Regions from separate parts of the Mus musculus genome. Here all the other regions are linked to region 4. The links are chromatin contacts, called in public promoter capture Hi-C maps. All regions are on one chromosome and are shown on one strand. Each heading gives the region's core, a stretch centred on a gene start, on an enhancer-like site or on the middle of the called end of the contact. The rest is flanking DNA. Distances are from core to core; before and after follow the strand shown. Region 1 holds the start of Zfp945 (zinc finger protein 945). Region 2 holds the start of 6330415G19Rik (RIKEN cDNA 6330415G19 gene). Region 3 holds the start of Zscan10 (zinc finger and SCAN domain containing 10). Region 4 holds the start of Zfp229 (zinc finger protein 229). Region 5 holds the start of Pkmyt1 (protein kinase, membrane associated tyrosine/threonine 1).

Region 1 (2,820 bases), core at 217-2,716, 1.1 Mb after region 4:
ATAGTCACAGAATTCAATATCAACAGACCATGAAATAATGAACAGTTTGGCCACATGTGCTTTTCTTGAACTAAGGAGACACGTTTCTGATGTAAGTGAGCAATCATAATTATTCAAAAAGGGCTTTCTAATTTTATTTAATTTAGAGTGAGTTTTCTATCTATAACAATAAGGTGGCTTGACATTGCCCTTCCACAGCATGCATGCTGGTCTGGCCTTGTTAGATATCAAAGGAGCTTAGGAAAAATGGCTAACTGAGGTGCCTATTAATATATCATAGTGGACATCTTTGGATAACTGTTTCCTTGGCACCTGTTTCCTCTCTTGGGAGCCTCCTATTCCCTAACTCCCCCTTTCAACCCCCCAAGTCACGGCCAGGTTAAGTTTGGACCCTTCCAGATACCTCTGTTCTCTCATACTGTGAAGCCCAAAATTAACATGTAAGCACTACCTACCCAAGAACCAAATAACTTCCTAAAATGCTGGGAGTTGTAGTTCTTGGAAAAGTAACAAACTCTCATGGGAATGTATGCAGGTTTGTCTTTATAAACTCCTGTAGCATGAGGCCAAAGTCCATAGCTTGGTCAGTATTTAATATTTAATAATACTTGCCCAAATGGTGGTACTGATTTGTCTCAGGCAAATCTCAGGATTAACATAACTTACAATAAATTTTCTCCTCAACCATACCTTAGAGCAGTCACGTCCTCAGTTTTCAGTTGTAACTCAACATATAAAGACACATTTCTGACTGCAGTATTTACATCACAGAGTGTGCACATCTAAGATGGAAACCAAAACCAAAACCAAAGCAAAACGGGGAGTAAAGCTTTGCCCAGTAATATTTAAAGTTCACAGCTCTAACTATGGTGCTTAGTCATGTATATTTTCTGACTCAATCAAATCTCAACTGGTTCTTCAGATGACTAATATCTGCAAAACTCTCCGAGGATGCCCATTCTCCGGGCCAATGGCCACTCTCTTGAATAGGAAATGGTGGAACAGGGGTGTTAAGAAAGCATGAGTGAATTTGAATTCGAGGAGCTTTGTAACTGCTGGAGCAAAGAGAGCTCTGCGTGCGAACTGCAGATTCTGCAAATGCTCTACGAGATTATTTTCGGAAAATATTCTGGCAACCATAAGATAAACGAAAACATCACGATAAACCCCCAGTTCATAGGATCTCAAACTTCCCGACAACGCTAAGATAACCATGGCAGAATTATGAAAGCGGCGTCCTTAAGAGCCGCGGAGGAAAACACACCCCTGCTTCTCCGCTCCCACCCTTTTCCCAGCCCCCCAGCCCCTCTGACCTGGGAGGTTCCCGCTGCCGGGCTGCTGACGCTTCCAAAATGCTCCCAGAGGCACCTGAGTCTTAAGGAAGTTTTCGGGTACCCTAATACACGGCCGGGTTCTTCCAACCCCACTTCCAGACCGTGCGGCTCCCTGAGTTCTTCAGGGAAAGGTGGAATTTCCTGTCACTCACGCTTGTTTTCTTAGAGAAGCTCCTCCTGTACCCGCCCAACATAGCCCACTTCCGGTTATGCGATTCCTTTAAACCCGCTTACTATAGGCCTGTTTTACTTTAATTTACTTTACTTCCCAGCTGGTTTTGTTTTGCCCCACCCCCACCCCCCTAAATCATCTGCTCAGACAGGGGTGTCCACCCATCAGGAACAGCTCCTCCCACTCAGTTTTGGGCAGCCTGCCACACAGCTCCAGCTGCCAGACCTGGACTTGCTCTTTGCTCTCATCATCCCCTATACTTGTTGCCAGGCTTGACCAGAATTGGATCAAATAGGATGATGCACCCAGTATCTGACCTCCAACATGGGTTCTGATCCCATCAGATATGTTATTCTAACTTCCCCTCCTTGGAATACCAGCACACACACACACACACACACACACACACACACAGAGGAGTAAATTCTGATGCTCACTCAGATCCTTTTCCCAAAACAAAATAAAACAAAAATTGAACGTTGTTGCCTCTAAACACTAATCATATCTGTATCCCCTAAGGAAAGGAGCTTAAATATCCAATATACAGAACTGAAAACCAGAGTCATGTTCAAGAAGGTCAAAGTTTGTAAAGTATGTTAATAAACTCAAAATAGGAACAAAATGGTTGTGGGCAACAAAACAATAGCAAATGCCTGAAGGAAGTAGTGACAATATAGAATATGCAAACTGAATTTAATAAGTAGTGCACACTGTAATTCCCCACTCCCTACAATTCTGGCCCATACTTCCAACTAATCTCCTTCTCTCTCTCTCTCTCTCTCACTCTCTCTCTCTCTCTCTTTCTCATATTCATTTCGATTCATTTTGTTTTGTGACCCATCATGATTAATCAGGATCATCTGTGAGACACTGGTTTTGGAACTATGTTTTGGAACCTGCTGGTCTCAGCAGATGAGACACAACTAAGCACAGTGATTTCCCCTTCTCCTAAAACTGACTTATTGCCACAGTCAGGGTGGGGTCCTGTGACCCTCTCCTCTTTGGAGACTGATTGTAGCTAGGGTTAGTCTTGAGTGAGGTCAGTGCAGGTAAATACAGGTGCTCTGAGTCACTGACTACAATAGTTGTATGGAATCTGGAGAATGACATGTTATGGCCATCTCATCTTTTCTCCTTACTTCTTTCTCCTTCCTCTTCCTTAATATTCCCAGAGCTATAGATGGCATGATGTAACTGACTTGTTTATGATTGTGCCCATATACATTGCTTATTTTCTGCATATTTGACAGCCTCATCTTTCTGCATTATCACTGAATTTTCATACGGAATTTTTGTCCTTTAAGGAAAGGAAGG
Region 2 (2,798 bases), core at 87-2,586, 1.8 Mb after region 4:
TTATCCTCGTGTCCTTTTGACTCTCCTTTATCTCATGTGTGTGTCTGATATAACATATTTGCAAGCTTTATTAAGCCACTGTAACATTAAAGAGAAAATTATTCTGCACAAGGCTCTGTCACGTGAGCTGGTACCCCGCCCTCCCATTCTGTGGTTCTCCTGGGAGTTGTAGGGATGACAACGGTTCCACTTAGACCGAATCCCTTAAATAGAGATATCCCACACACACACACCAGGTTAAATGTCAACTCAATCTGGGACATATTCTTGCTATTTAAAAATTTATATTTACACTGGACCTGTAAGGAGACGCCTCTGTTGTTGTTGAGACAGGATCTCATGTAGCCCAGTGGCTTTTAATTCCCCTGCCTCCGCCTCCTAAATACCGGCATTACAGGTGTGCCTGGACATTGTAAGAAATCTAATTTTCTTACTGTTTCATGGATTTTAAAGCTGTGGACATATAAACCGAATTTACTGCTTTAGTTATTTTCAAGTGTTCAGTTCAGTGACAATTGCATTCACCCAGATAGCCTACTGAGTTTTTTATTTTAATCAAATGTCTTTAACGTTCCCTTGGGACACCTCCCACCCACCACGTAAGCAATCCAATCTAGCATCTATTCGGTTCCTTTCCTTGGCACTAATTCGAGCTGCTCGTAGTCTGTCTTGAGATAATAACTTCACCTACTTAATACAAACATGCTGGTCTTCCTTCCGGGGTACCAGACAAGAGTTTGAAAAGCAAATTTGAGAATGGGAAATTTTAAGGTAGGTTTTTAAAAAGCAAATGCACGCAGCGACCACGAAGGGACTCGAACCCCCAATCTTCTGATCCGGAATCAGACGCCTTATCCATTAGGCCACGCGGCCCTACACTGACTCAGGCCTTAGCTCTCTCCATAAGACTTATTCAAGCGCCTACTGCGCATGCTTAAACCAAAGAAAAATCCTACCTATTGAGCCAATCTATTTAGTGACAGTCTCAAAGGAGCCTCCACAAGTTTGAACCGATATAATCAGACTCCTGAGCAGTCAGTCAGCAGAAGCCCTTCCGGATCCTAGAGGCTCGTCTTTCAGATCTCCTCCATTGGCTGGCCCTCAACTCAAGACCAGGGACAACCCACATGAACTTGCCCTATCACGTCACTGAAGTATCCACAATTGTCTTTTCCAGTCTCCAGACCCGTGCTGGCTCGCCTCTCTGGCAACTCCATGGCCCCAGCGCCATGTGGAGATTGAGACCGCCCGCATCAGGGACTCAGCGAGGCGAGAGTTATAGTTCCGGAGATGATCCTTCCCAGAACTTCTTTCTCCCTAAGCCTCTCCCAGCATATCCAGGTCAGCCTTGTGAGGTTCCGTAGTCCCAGACAGGAAGCACAGACCCGATTCAACCTCTGGTTCCCGAGAGCACAGTCGATCCCCTATCTACTACCAGGTAACTTTCCCCATTATCTCACGTATTTCAGAAAGAGCATACATTTTCCGGAGCACGCCGATCATGAACACATACATATTTATTGGCGCTATGTGAGCTCCCACGCCCAAACTGCTGCATCGATGACAGGGTGTGAAGAGGGGATGTAGGGGAAGTGGTGAGGTTGCTCGTCCTATAAACAGAGCCGGCGCCTGAGCAAGCTGCGGATCTCCAGGCAGGCTTTGCACAGCTCATCACTGTCTGGCCCCAGGACGTCCAGCTCACACACCCGCCTGTTGACCCTGTTGACACTCAGCTAGGCCCTGAGGGGCTCAGTCCATCACACCCACTGCAGTCATTGTCTGCTGGAGGGGTTTTTGCGGAGAGGTCGATACTTTCTGAAATAGTCTATGAATCCTAGGCTGGTCTCAGTCTCTGGTCCTGCCACTACCTCCCAGCTACAGGCATGCTCCTCAATGACCGACTCTTGTGTCTGTTGTTCTGTAAGCCTAAAATTTCAAGTGCTACCTAATCATCTTTGAGCCTAATACTAACCCAGCAGTTTTACATGAGCTCCTTGCTCTCAACCAAAAAGTCCCCCACCCAAAGGGAAAGGCTCCCCACCCCATATATATAATCATATAATCAGCCAGACCAGCATTGCCCACCCTGACCTCAACACAAGAAGAGGACCTCCCTATTAGCCTGCAAAACTGTACAAATGAACTGACCCTATTCTGTAACAACCCAGTGGCACCTCCCTTCCTGCACCCCCTGCTGGCTCCTTCTACTTCCCAGTATACCCCCCACCTCAGTCCCCTCCTCCCAATGGCTTCTGGTGTCCTCCTCTCCTGAACTTTATTTAGTGTATGTAATAGCTGCTGCTGAGTTTGTCTGACCAATGTGCCCTGTATTTGAGCATCTCTTGATGTGAGGGCAAGAGGGAGGGAGGGAGGGAGGGAGGGAGGGAGGGAGGGAGGGAGGGAGGGAGGGAGGGAGAGAGAGAGAGAGAGAGAGAGAGAGAGCCTTCTCCTTGCTTCTCCTTTCCCTGGGTTAAGTGGAAGGTAATGAGAACACTCCCACAGATCCAGCCCCTCTTTCTCCCCTCCTAACCCCGTTCCTCACACCTCAGTCAGCAGCTCAAGGAGATCTCTTCCAGGGTTGGCTCTGATGACCTCCACCAGTGTCTGGACAAAGTCCGAGCCCTTTTCATCCCGATAAGCCACACAGCCTAGGTGAGGGGATGGGGTCAGAGTCAACCTTGGGCTGACATCCCAACCTTCAGTGGCCTATTGTGGGTGGAAGAAGTGAGGAGGGGAAGCAGAGAGCATTCTGGGTAACTGGCTTCAGACCAGCACAGGGTCAGGGACTTCTTGCATCA
Region 3 (2,700 bases), core at 56-2,555, 1.9 Mb after region 4:
TGACCCCGCGAGTGATGTAGTGCACTCTAGAACGGGGTGGACACTCCAGATAGCACCACTGATTCCCGGAAGGAATCCTCCTCTGTATTTGGGAGCATGTAACTAAGAAAGCCCATCAATGCAAAGGGGAGAGTTTGACTTTAAAGTGGGCTCCAAAGGGTTTGTGGAGGTAACTTCTCCTGAGAGGCGGGGCGAGGCGGAGGGCGCTGTTAGTAGGACAAAGCCACTAGCAGGATTCTGGTGGGGGAGACTTTTAAAAGCTATATGGACTGAGGAACACTCATCTTTATCACATCTTCTTGTCGGTGTATGTTTTAATTTTTTTCTCACTACATTTATTTATTTACTTATTTATAGGTTGGGTGGGGGCACATGTGGAAGTCAGAGGACTACTTGTGGAAGTCAGTGGCCCAGGTTTTTGTTTGTTTGTTTTGAGGCGGGATTTCATGTAGCCCAGTGACTTCAGACTTCATATTAGCTGAAAGAGGCCTGCCTCCATTTCCCAGATGCAGAGATTACAAGTGTGCACGATCATGCCCAATTTTATGATGTGTGCTTCCTGCTTGGCAGGAAAGCATTCTACCAACTGAGATGTATCCCTTTGGTTTTGAGTTTTTGAGACAAGTTCACTCTGTTACACCAAGCCCATCTGGAATTCAGGGCACTCTTCCAGCCTTAGCTGAACCTGGAAAAGATAGCACTGCAGGTGTAAACCATCACACCTGCCTTCTGTCCCCCTCCTTTTCTACTTTGAGACAAGGTCTCACCACGTAACTATAACCTGTAACTCAATATGTAGACCAGGCTGGTCTTGAACTAATAAGAGATCCACCTGCCTCTGCCTCCTGAGTGCTGGAATTAAAGGTGTTTTCCACTCTAATTGACCTATTTTATTTTCTTACAACTGCAGTCTCATCTGTTCCTTGGAATGCAACCCCCACACCCCAAATCCACCTGGGGCAGGGCCTCATTCCTCAGTTTAGCTCCATGTCCTTAGAGCCTGCTGTTTAATAAACATGTAGATAAATATTTGTTGTATGAATGAAAAGCCAAGCAAAGAGGCCTACACACAGCAAGCACGTAAAACAGAAGCTCTTGGCCCCAAAAGGGCATCAGTCTGTCTCCGCGTAGATGGAGAAGCTCTGGCTTAGAGTAACTTAACTCTTACAGAAGCTTGGCAAAGTTAGAATCTGGAGTCATCACTTTTCCCTTGGTTTGTTTCTGGCTCCTCCCTCTTCCTTACCCCACCCAGACTGGGAGGTGAAGGGTTAATTCCTGGAAGCCCCTTTATCCCCTTACCTGAAAGGGATGGGTCAGGCAGGGAACTTCCTGTTCCATTTCCCGGGATTCCTTTCCCAAACTAGGCTACGCTGCCTCTTACCCTGAATTCTCCCAAGGATCCCCAAACATCTCGGCCTCAGGCGTCGGTACCTGGAGTGGTGAGTTGGAGGGCTGGGGTGTAGGCTTACAGCACTGTGGAGAGTGAAGGGTGTTTCGGGGGACCTACTGGTAGGCTGAGAGCTAGAAAAGTCTTGGTTATAATGAGCGGGTAACTCGTGCTGGAGACTCCAAGGCCACACAGCATGATGCATTTGTGGCCTTGGAGACATGAGGGAGGGTCCCAGAAGTGACGATGCCATGCGTTCCTAGCACCAGAAGGGGATCTCTGCCTTAAAAAAAAAAAAAAAAAAAAAAAAAAAAACAAGTTAACAGAGTTGAGCAAGTTAGACTGCTAGCAGAGAAAGGGGGTTATTTCTTGCAGAGGACCACTCTAGCTCCCTAGTGTGTAGGTGGATTTTATAGCAGTACCTACATACAAATTTAGACCGGCCAGATTTCACTAAAGAGCTTTCTCGCCCCACACCCAGCCAACCCCCTACAGAGGTGCATATTAATAGGCCTTTTGTCCTGGAGACCTGGGGGAGGGACAGGCTTTCTAAGGCCTACTTGCCTGAATTCCATCTCTTGGAAACCTCTGGCAAGTCCTCACCTAGAAATTCCAGCTGCTGTGTGGTTAGGCGGGCCTTTGACCAGAATCTAGAATTCTCTCTTTCTTATCTATGCTGTCATACTCCAAGCTAATACTGGCAAAATTTCATGGGGTAGGACGCAAATAGTGGGTTCGGAACCCCATTTCCACTTTAGCAAGCAGTATTGCAGCACCGGGTGAAGCTGTGAGTAAATCACCTTGGACTCTCTGAACCTGTAGGATTAATAGGTTGATCTAGCAAGTGAGTCCGGGCGGGATGAAGTGAGCAGCAGGCAACTGACTGGGCTGCTAAACGCTTGGAACTCACGAGCATCTGCTGCAGAGTGGCCAGAGTGACTTCACTCTCTAATTGTTTTTATTTTTTTAAGGTTTATTTATTTTATATACAGAGGGTTTGTATGAATGTGCATCTGCGCACTATAAGAGGGAACTGGGTCCCACCAACAGTTGGGAGTTGCCATGTGAGTTCTGGGACTTGAAGTCTCATGAGCTCCGGAAAAGCAGCCACGCTCTGAGCCTGGAGCGCCTCCATATCATATTTCATATGCTTCTTCAGACAGCGAAATGCAATGCTGTTTCCTGTGTGTGTGAGCCAGAAATTAGGGCTCGATGTGCTGGCTGGGCACAGGCCCTGAAGATACTACTCCAACCCCTCTTTGTGTTTTTATTTTTGAGAAAGAATCTCACTAAGTTGCCCAAGCCAGCTTTGT
Region 4 (2,700 bases), core at 197-2,696:
CTAAAATACATGGGCTATAGTTTTTAAAGTTTAAAAACTGTACATATTTGTTTTTAATAAGTAAAACAGTATTTTTAGTATAACATTGAAGCTAAATGGAAAAATATCTTGCCTCTAATTTGAAGCACTCATATTTTATTATTTCAGCATGTGAGAAGCAAAGGATAATTACTTGGCTTATTTTGTGAAATTGGTAACTCAGTGGGATGGCTTCCTTGGGAATCTTTTTCCCTGGGGGATATAACCCCCAAATATTTTACTTGATTTTTTTTAACACAAATTGTATGTTTGTTCTATTTTAGATTTGATCAGTCCAACACAAGTAGGCAGCATTGTAATTAGAGTCCTATTTTATGTGTGTTGATGCTGTGTTCATAAAATTTAGCCACTTAAGTGGCTGAAGAACTTAACTTTGTAGTTTCTACGAGAGGCACTTGGCCACGGAAGTATTTGTTTATGTTCTGCTTAAAGAGCAAAAGGGTTTTGTTGTCCCAGTCAGTAATGGGAATGACAAGGTTTTCCCATGAAGAACAGTGTCTTTACCCAAAGCAGTATGTGCCTGATGTCAAGTAAAGGGTGGGAGGGTCGAATTCCTTTCAATGTCTGTAAAGAAATTGATGCCTGCCAATGTGCTGTCAGAAAGCCTTTAAACAAAGAATCCCAAGATCAAAGCATCAAAGATTCAGGATGTTGATACTCCACGCGACCTGTGACATAAACACTGAAGACATATTGCTCTGAAGAAACAACAACAACACATACACACATAGACACACGCAAAGGGACATGCACAACGTTTACCAGGAAAATTAAGGAAGTCAAAAATGCCAGGAACAGATTACCAAGAAATATAGCCTATGTTTACTGAGAGCTTCTACTTTTTTTTTTTTTTTTCAAGACTGGATCTCGTTATGTAGCCCTGGCTGTGCTGGAACTCACTCTGTAGGCCAGGCTGGCCTTGAACTCAGGCCTGGCTCTGCCTTCTGAGTGCTGAGATTTTACAGGCTTGCAACACTACTGCCCAGTGAATTTCCTTTTTCCCCGTTACTTCATATTAAGTTTTCCTTAACACCTGGCCTTATTGGATTCATCTATTTAGTCCTCATTTTTCTCTCCACCCTTTGCTTGTGATTTCTTGATCTCCAGTCATTTTGTTCTGTCATTTTTAAGTTTCGTTCAGATATTTGAACCCTTTCTTTGGGCTTTCACGCCATTGAACAGTCTCTAGAACTGTTTTGTAGTCTGCCTCTAATTTGCCGTCCTTAGAGAACACTGCCCCCTTTTCACCCTTTCCCATGGCAATTGACATTTCTTAAGGTGTCTGCCGCCCAGTGGGCGTTGGATACTTGCAGTTTTCAGAACAACATAGCTGGGACCCTTGGGAAAGTAAACGGAACAGGAAGTAGGTGGGCGGGATTGGGTACGGTGAGAGGACACTTAATAGTGGGTGGGACCAGAGTAGGCAACATATTCCCAAAAGCGGGAGAGGGCCTCAGCAAAACTCGCCTTTCCCTCAGAAATTTCCGGGGACACCTAGTGCAGAATCTGGGCCAAGGACACTGCCCAGGGTCTTGCGGAGACGTGAAAACTCCCGAGAGCCGCAGGTGCCGCGCGGGGCATCCTGGTAGAGTCAGCAGCGCGGCGGCGGAAACCGCAGCCCGGCGGCCCTGGAACCTCCCAGGTCAGAGGCGCTGCGGGGCTGGAGCGGAGTAGGGTGTGATCGGTTTCTGGGCTACTCATTAGGACTCTGCTCTCATGAGCTCCTAAGAACTGGACAATTCCTGACTTTTTTTTTTCTTGTAAGGTTTTCAACATATTCTCTTAAAAATCTCACAATTCTCTTTGTTAGTTCGGAAAGAACAAAACACTTTAAATTATCCAAGCTTTTCAAGAGAGTAGCATTTAGAGCTGGTGGATTGTCAACCTAAAAAACTTGTTAGATATTAGTCACATAAGGATCGACAGAAGAATCACAAATATATTTTCACAAACTCCACAGTTATAGTTGTAATCATTAATATTTACTCTGTAGAATTTTATCACTAACTTGACATCTGAGATGCACACATTCTATGATGTAAATACAGTACTCAAAATCTTGTATTCCAGGTGAGGGTCTTAATGTTACATCTTAGAGTCCAGAAAGTCACCTTATGCATGCTGAGTGTGAAGATATCAGACCCTACAGTATGTTCAGTGACAAAGCACCACAGTAGAAAGGACCTTTGCATAACTGTGGCTGCTTACTTACTTCAGAAAACAGTCTCCAATTCAATGTGCCCTTGGTTCATAACCTGCACTTTACTCAAGGGCAGGTGGCCAAAGTGTTGCTTTTTATTTCAGGATTTGTTGATCTCCAGTGATGTGGCTGTGGACTTGTCCCAGGAAAAGAGGGAATGCCTACACTCTCTTCACGGGGCTTTTTGCATAGAGACTTCATGTTAGAATTAAAGTGGGATAAGGTAGAAAAGACCATTTATTTGATACTGAATTACTGATTTATTGAATGATTTACTTAAAGCACTGCTGTAGTGTTCTGCAACTTCATCTTGCTACTTGGAACAGAATGACCTGGAGAGGTGGCGGAAACAAAAGTCTTGCCCTTACCTACCTTACCCGCAAAGCTTACATCTGTCAGCTGTAACCTGCATTTGAAAAACCTCCAAGCTAACTGCCTTGATGCTTCAGGGAAGTCCTGCT
Region 5 (2,801 bases), core at 84-2,583, 2.0 Mb after region 4:
AGTGGTTTATCTGAGGACAGGCATCTTGTTTCGTTTTTTTGTTTTGTTTTGTTTTAATTGAGTTTTCTTTTTCTTTCTTTCTTTTTTTAAGATTTTATTTATTTTATGTATGTGAGTACACTGTAGTTGTCTTCAGGCACACCAGAAGAAGGCATTACAGATGGCTGTGAGCCACCATGTGGTTTCTGGGAATTGAATTCAGGACCTCTGGAAGAACAGTCAGTGCTCTTAACCACTGAGCCATCTCTCCAGCCCCAGGAATATTGTTATAGTACCCACTGGCCTCCAATTCCTAGGCTCATGTGACCTTTCTGCCTCAGCCGCCTCTGTGCTTGGGGTATAGACATGTACCAGTGCAGTTTTTTGTTTGTTTGTTTGTTTTGTTTTGTTTTGTTTTTTGTTACTGTGTGTGTGTTAGTGTGTTTTAATCATTATGAATTAGACTTTGAGGAATAAATGGTTGGAAGAAGGGGAGGCCTGTCCAGAAAACGGAGCTGGCAGAAAATAGCTCTAAATAGTTGGAGAGGGACCTGTCTAGGGTTCTCAACAAGGACTAGACCAAGTCACAACTGTTCTGGCTCTCAAAGTCACTAAAGCAAAGGGAAGGGCTTGGAGGTGGGCGGTACCCCAGCTCTTGATCTCAGGCTTAAGTAGGGCCTGGCCTTCCTTCCCACTGTTGTTCCAAGAGATTGCAGGAGCATTTTAGAGAGATTGGCTATAAAGCATGATTTTTCACTTCTAGTTGAAATCAATAAAGGTCCCTTTCTCCATGAAGCAAGCTCCACCCCACTTTGTTCTGTGCAGACCTTCTTTAAAGAAATTGTCCTAGGTTCCTCGGCTCCACGTTTAGAAGAAAAGTGACAACCCATCATGTACCAGAGGTTGTGAGGCCAGGAAGTGACTGAGAGGAGTCAGTTGAGCACAAGGTTCTGAGCTAAAGGATGTAAGAATCGGCCTCAGACAGCCTATTTACAAGGAGACTCCACCGTCTTAGAACAGGCGCTACCAATCGCTATCCTGGGATGATGAAGACCGGTGTCTGAATATGCATAAGATTATAAGTAGTGGGACATTCGCTTGTGCTGTCCCCAGTGGCAACTCCTTGAGGAGATGCCACTTGGCTGCAGGGCCCTTACCTGCCCCTTTTATGGACACGAATATTAAGGCAGCCAATAGAGAGCAGCTGGTGTGGGGACCATAGTGTGAAGGCCGACAAATACCGACAGAGAGGGGCCAAGGATCGTTCCCGCCGCAATAGGCCTCGAAGAGTTGCGTCTGCGCAGTGAGAGCGCTCCGGCAAACTTCGGAGGCGGGGAGACCTCGGTGCGCACGCAAGACGCGAGGCGGGGCCAATGCCCCGGGCGCTAGACCCGCTGCACCAGGCGGGGGCGGGACCACGGGCGAGCCTGGGCGGGGCCTCGAGGCCGGTTTGGAATTTTTGGCGCGAGCTGGCTCCGCGCGCGTTCACGGGCGGTTCCCCTTCTTGGAGGGTGCTTCGTCCCGGTGTCCAGAGGCCCCGCTGCCCGACCCCGGCCTGCCTGGCCTCTGTGAGGTCCCCAGCGGCCCCCGCCGACCCGGAACCTGGGACCTCGCTGCTGCGCCACGCTGCGCCACGCTGCGCCACGCCCAGCCTCCCCAGGTGAGCCCACACCCGGGTGAGATCTCCCGGTTGCGCCGCTCTTCCGCCGGCGCCCTGGCCCGCGCTCCTGCCGCGCTGCGCCCCGCGACTGCCCTCCGGCCTCTTCTCAGTATCCGGTCACCCCCCCACCCCCCTGCAGCAGCCCCACCCCTCCGTGTCTGTCACGGGCCGGACTAGCCCTCGGATGACTCCAGGTCAGCGCTGTCGCCCACGCCCCGCCTACTCCCGCGGGTCCCCTGTCCCTTCCCATTGGGCGCTCCTTTTCCAGCACTGCCTCTCTTTCTCCCGCGGCTCTCTGGGAAGAGCCCCTCCACCCCCGGGTGACAGCCTGTTTACGCAATGGTTTGTCAGAGTTCCCCCTCGCCTACCGAACGGATTCAGCAGTGGCCCTGCACGGGAGAAACTCACAGTCTAACGCTAGATGGTGGTCAACAGATGGGTACAGCTCAGTAAGAGGGTGAGGTCCCTGGAAACCCAGTGGCTCAGGGACACTCTGTACTCAGCCGGGACTCCACTACCAACCCTTCTCACCCCATAAAAGCTGTTTGACCAGGCCAGAGGTATTAGAATGTAAATGACCAGTGATGTTGAAATGAAAATGGCATTGAGAGGGAATGGTCTCTCTGGCTGAAACAGAAGGTGATGGACTCCCAGGTGCTAGGCATGGAGACTGTATTCCTTCTTCCTTTAAAAAAAAAAAGTTTTTACTCTTTTTAATGCATGTGTATTTTTGTCTGTTTGTGCCTAGTGCCCACATAGGTCAGAAAAGGGTGTCAGATCCCTTTGGAATTGGAGTTACAGACGCTTGTGTGTCAGGGAATCAAACCTGGTCCTTTGGAAGGGCAGCAAGTACTCTTACCTCCCCCACCCACGTCCCCTTCAAGACTGTAGGTTTAATTAACAAGCATGATCGTGGATCCTTACAGAAGACCTGGGATGGGATTTGTTTTTTTTTTTCTTAGGGTGGGCATCAAATGCAGGACGCTGATGGTGCCAGGCATGTACTCTATCACTAAGCTAAAGGCCACCTCTGGGATGGGATTCTTGAAGTAAATAGATCCATAACAAGAGGGCCTTCCAGCAAGCCTCTTAAGTACTTAACCTAAGTAGTAATTTGATCTAGCTACTACTAGAGGTTAGGTGTGGCTCCTTTGATACATTG

The links. Promoter capture Hi-C pulls out the DNA fragments that hold promoters and counts their contacts.
Region 1: a promoter capture Hi-C map of liver shows a contact between it and region 4, with 15 times the contacts expected there. The contact joins the promoter of Zfp945 here to the promoter of Zfp229 in region 4. A contact is called at or near these places in 11 of 39 promoter capture datasets (the 3T3-L1 cell line, the C10 cell line, the HPC-7 cell line and 6 more).
Region 2: a contact with region 4 is called in a promoter capture Hi-C map of the HPC-7 cell line. The contact joins the promoter of 6330415G19Rik here to the promoter of Zfp229 in region 4. A contact is called at or near these places in 12 of 39 promoter capture datasets (the 3T3-L1 cell line, the C10 cell line, the HPC-7 cell line and 8 more), 3 of 115 datasets of contacts at active chromatin or transcription factors (astrocytes, large pre-B cells and stem cell-derived neural progenitor cells) and 3 of 9 other capture datasets (adipose tissue, liver and pancreatic islet).
Region 3: a contact with region 4 is called in a promoter capture Hi-C map of pre-B cells, with 8 times the contacts expected there. The contact joins the promoter of Zscan10 here to the promoter of Zfp229 in region 4. A contact is called at or near these places in 12 of 39 promoter capture datasets (the 3T3-L1 cell line, the C10 cell line, the HPC-7 cell line and 9 more), 1 of 115 datasets of contacts at active chromatin or transcription factors (stem cell-derived neural progenitor cells) and 1 of 9 other capture datasets (liver).
Region 5: a promoter capture Hi-C map of stem cell-derived epiblast-like cells shows a contact between it and region 4, with 7 times the contacts expected there. The contact joins the promoter of Pkmyt1 here to the promoter of Zfp229 in region 4. A contact is called at or near these places in 8 of 39 promoter capture datasets (the 3T3-L1 cell line, cranial neural crest, embryonic stem cells and 5 more).

Annotation. Positions count from the first base shown.
Region 1 is chr17:22,865,668-22,868,487 of GRCm38.p6, forward strand. It overlaps Zfp945 (zinc finger protein 945), which reads right to left and starts at 1,467. Exons shown (of 5, transcript NM_001110254.1): 1 at 1,314-1,467.
Region 2 is chr17:23,549,463-23,552,260 of GRCm38.p6, forward strand. 6330415G19Rik (RIKEN cDNA 6330415G19 gene) reads left to right here and starts at 1,337. Exons shown (of 2, transcript NR_126484.1): 1 at 1,337-1,438. n-TRccg2 (a tRNA gene) reads right to left here and starts at 873; the gene lies at 801-873. It also overlaps the pseudogene Casp16.
Region 3 is chr17:23,599,521-23,602,220 of GRCm38.p6, forward strand. It overlaps Zscan10 (zinc finger and SCAN domain containing 10), which reads left to right and starts at 1,306. Exons shown (of 7, transcript NM_001289481.1): 1 at 1,306-1,439. It also overlaps a transcript of Zfp13 not described here.
Region 4 is chr17:21,732,278-21,734,977 of GRCm38.p6, forward strand. It overlaps Zfp229 (zinc finger protein 229), which reads left to right and starts at 1,447. Exons shown (of 6, transcript NM_001164676.1): 1 at 1,447-1,681.
Region 5 is chr17:23,725,003-23,727,803 of GRCm38.p6, forward strand. Pkmyt1 (protein kinase, membrane associated tyrosine/threonine 1) reads left to right here and starts at 1,334. Exons shown (of 8, transcript NM_023058.3): 1 at 1,334-1,639. 1520401A03Rik (elastin) reads right to left here and starts at 1,449. Exons shown (of 41, transcript XM_017317755.2): 1 at 1,137-1,449.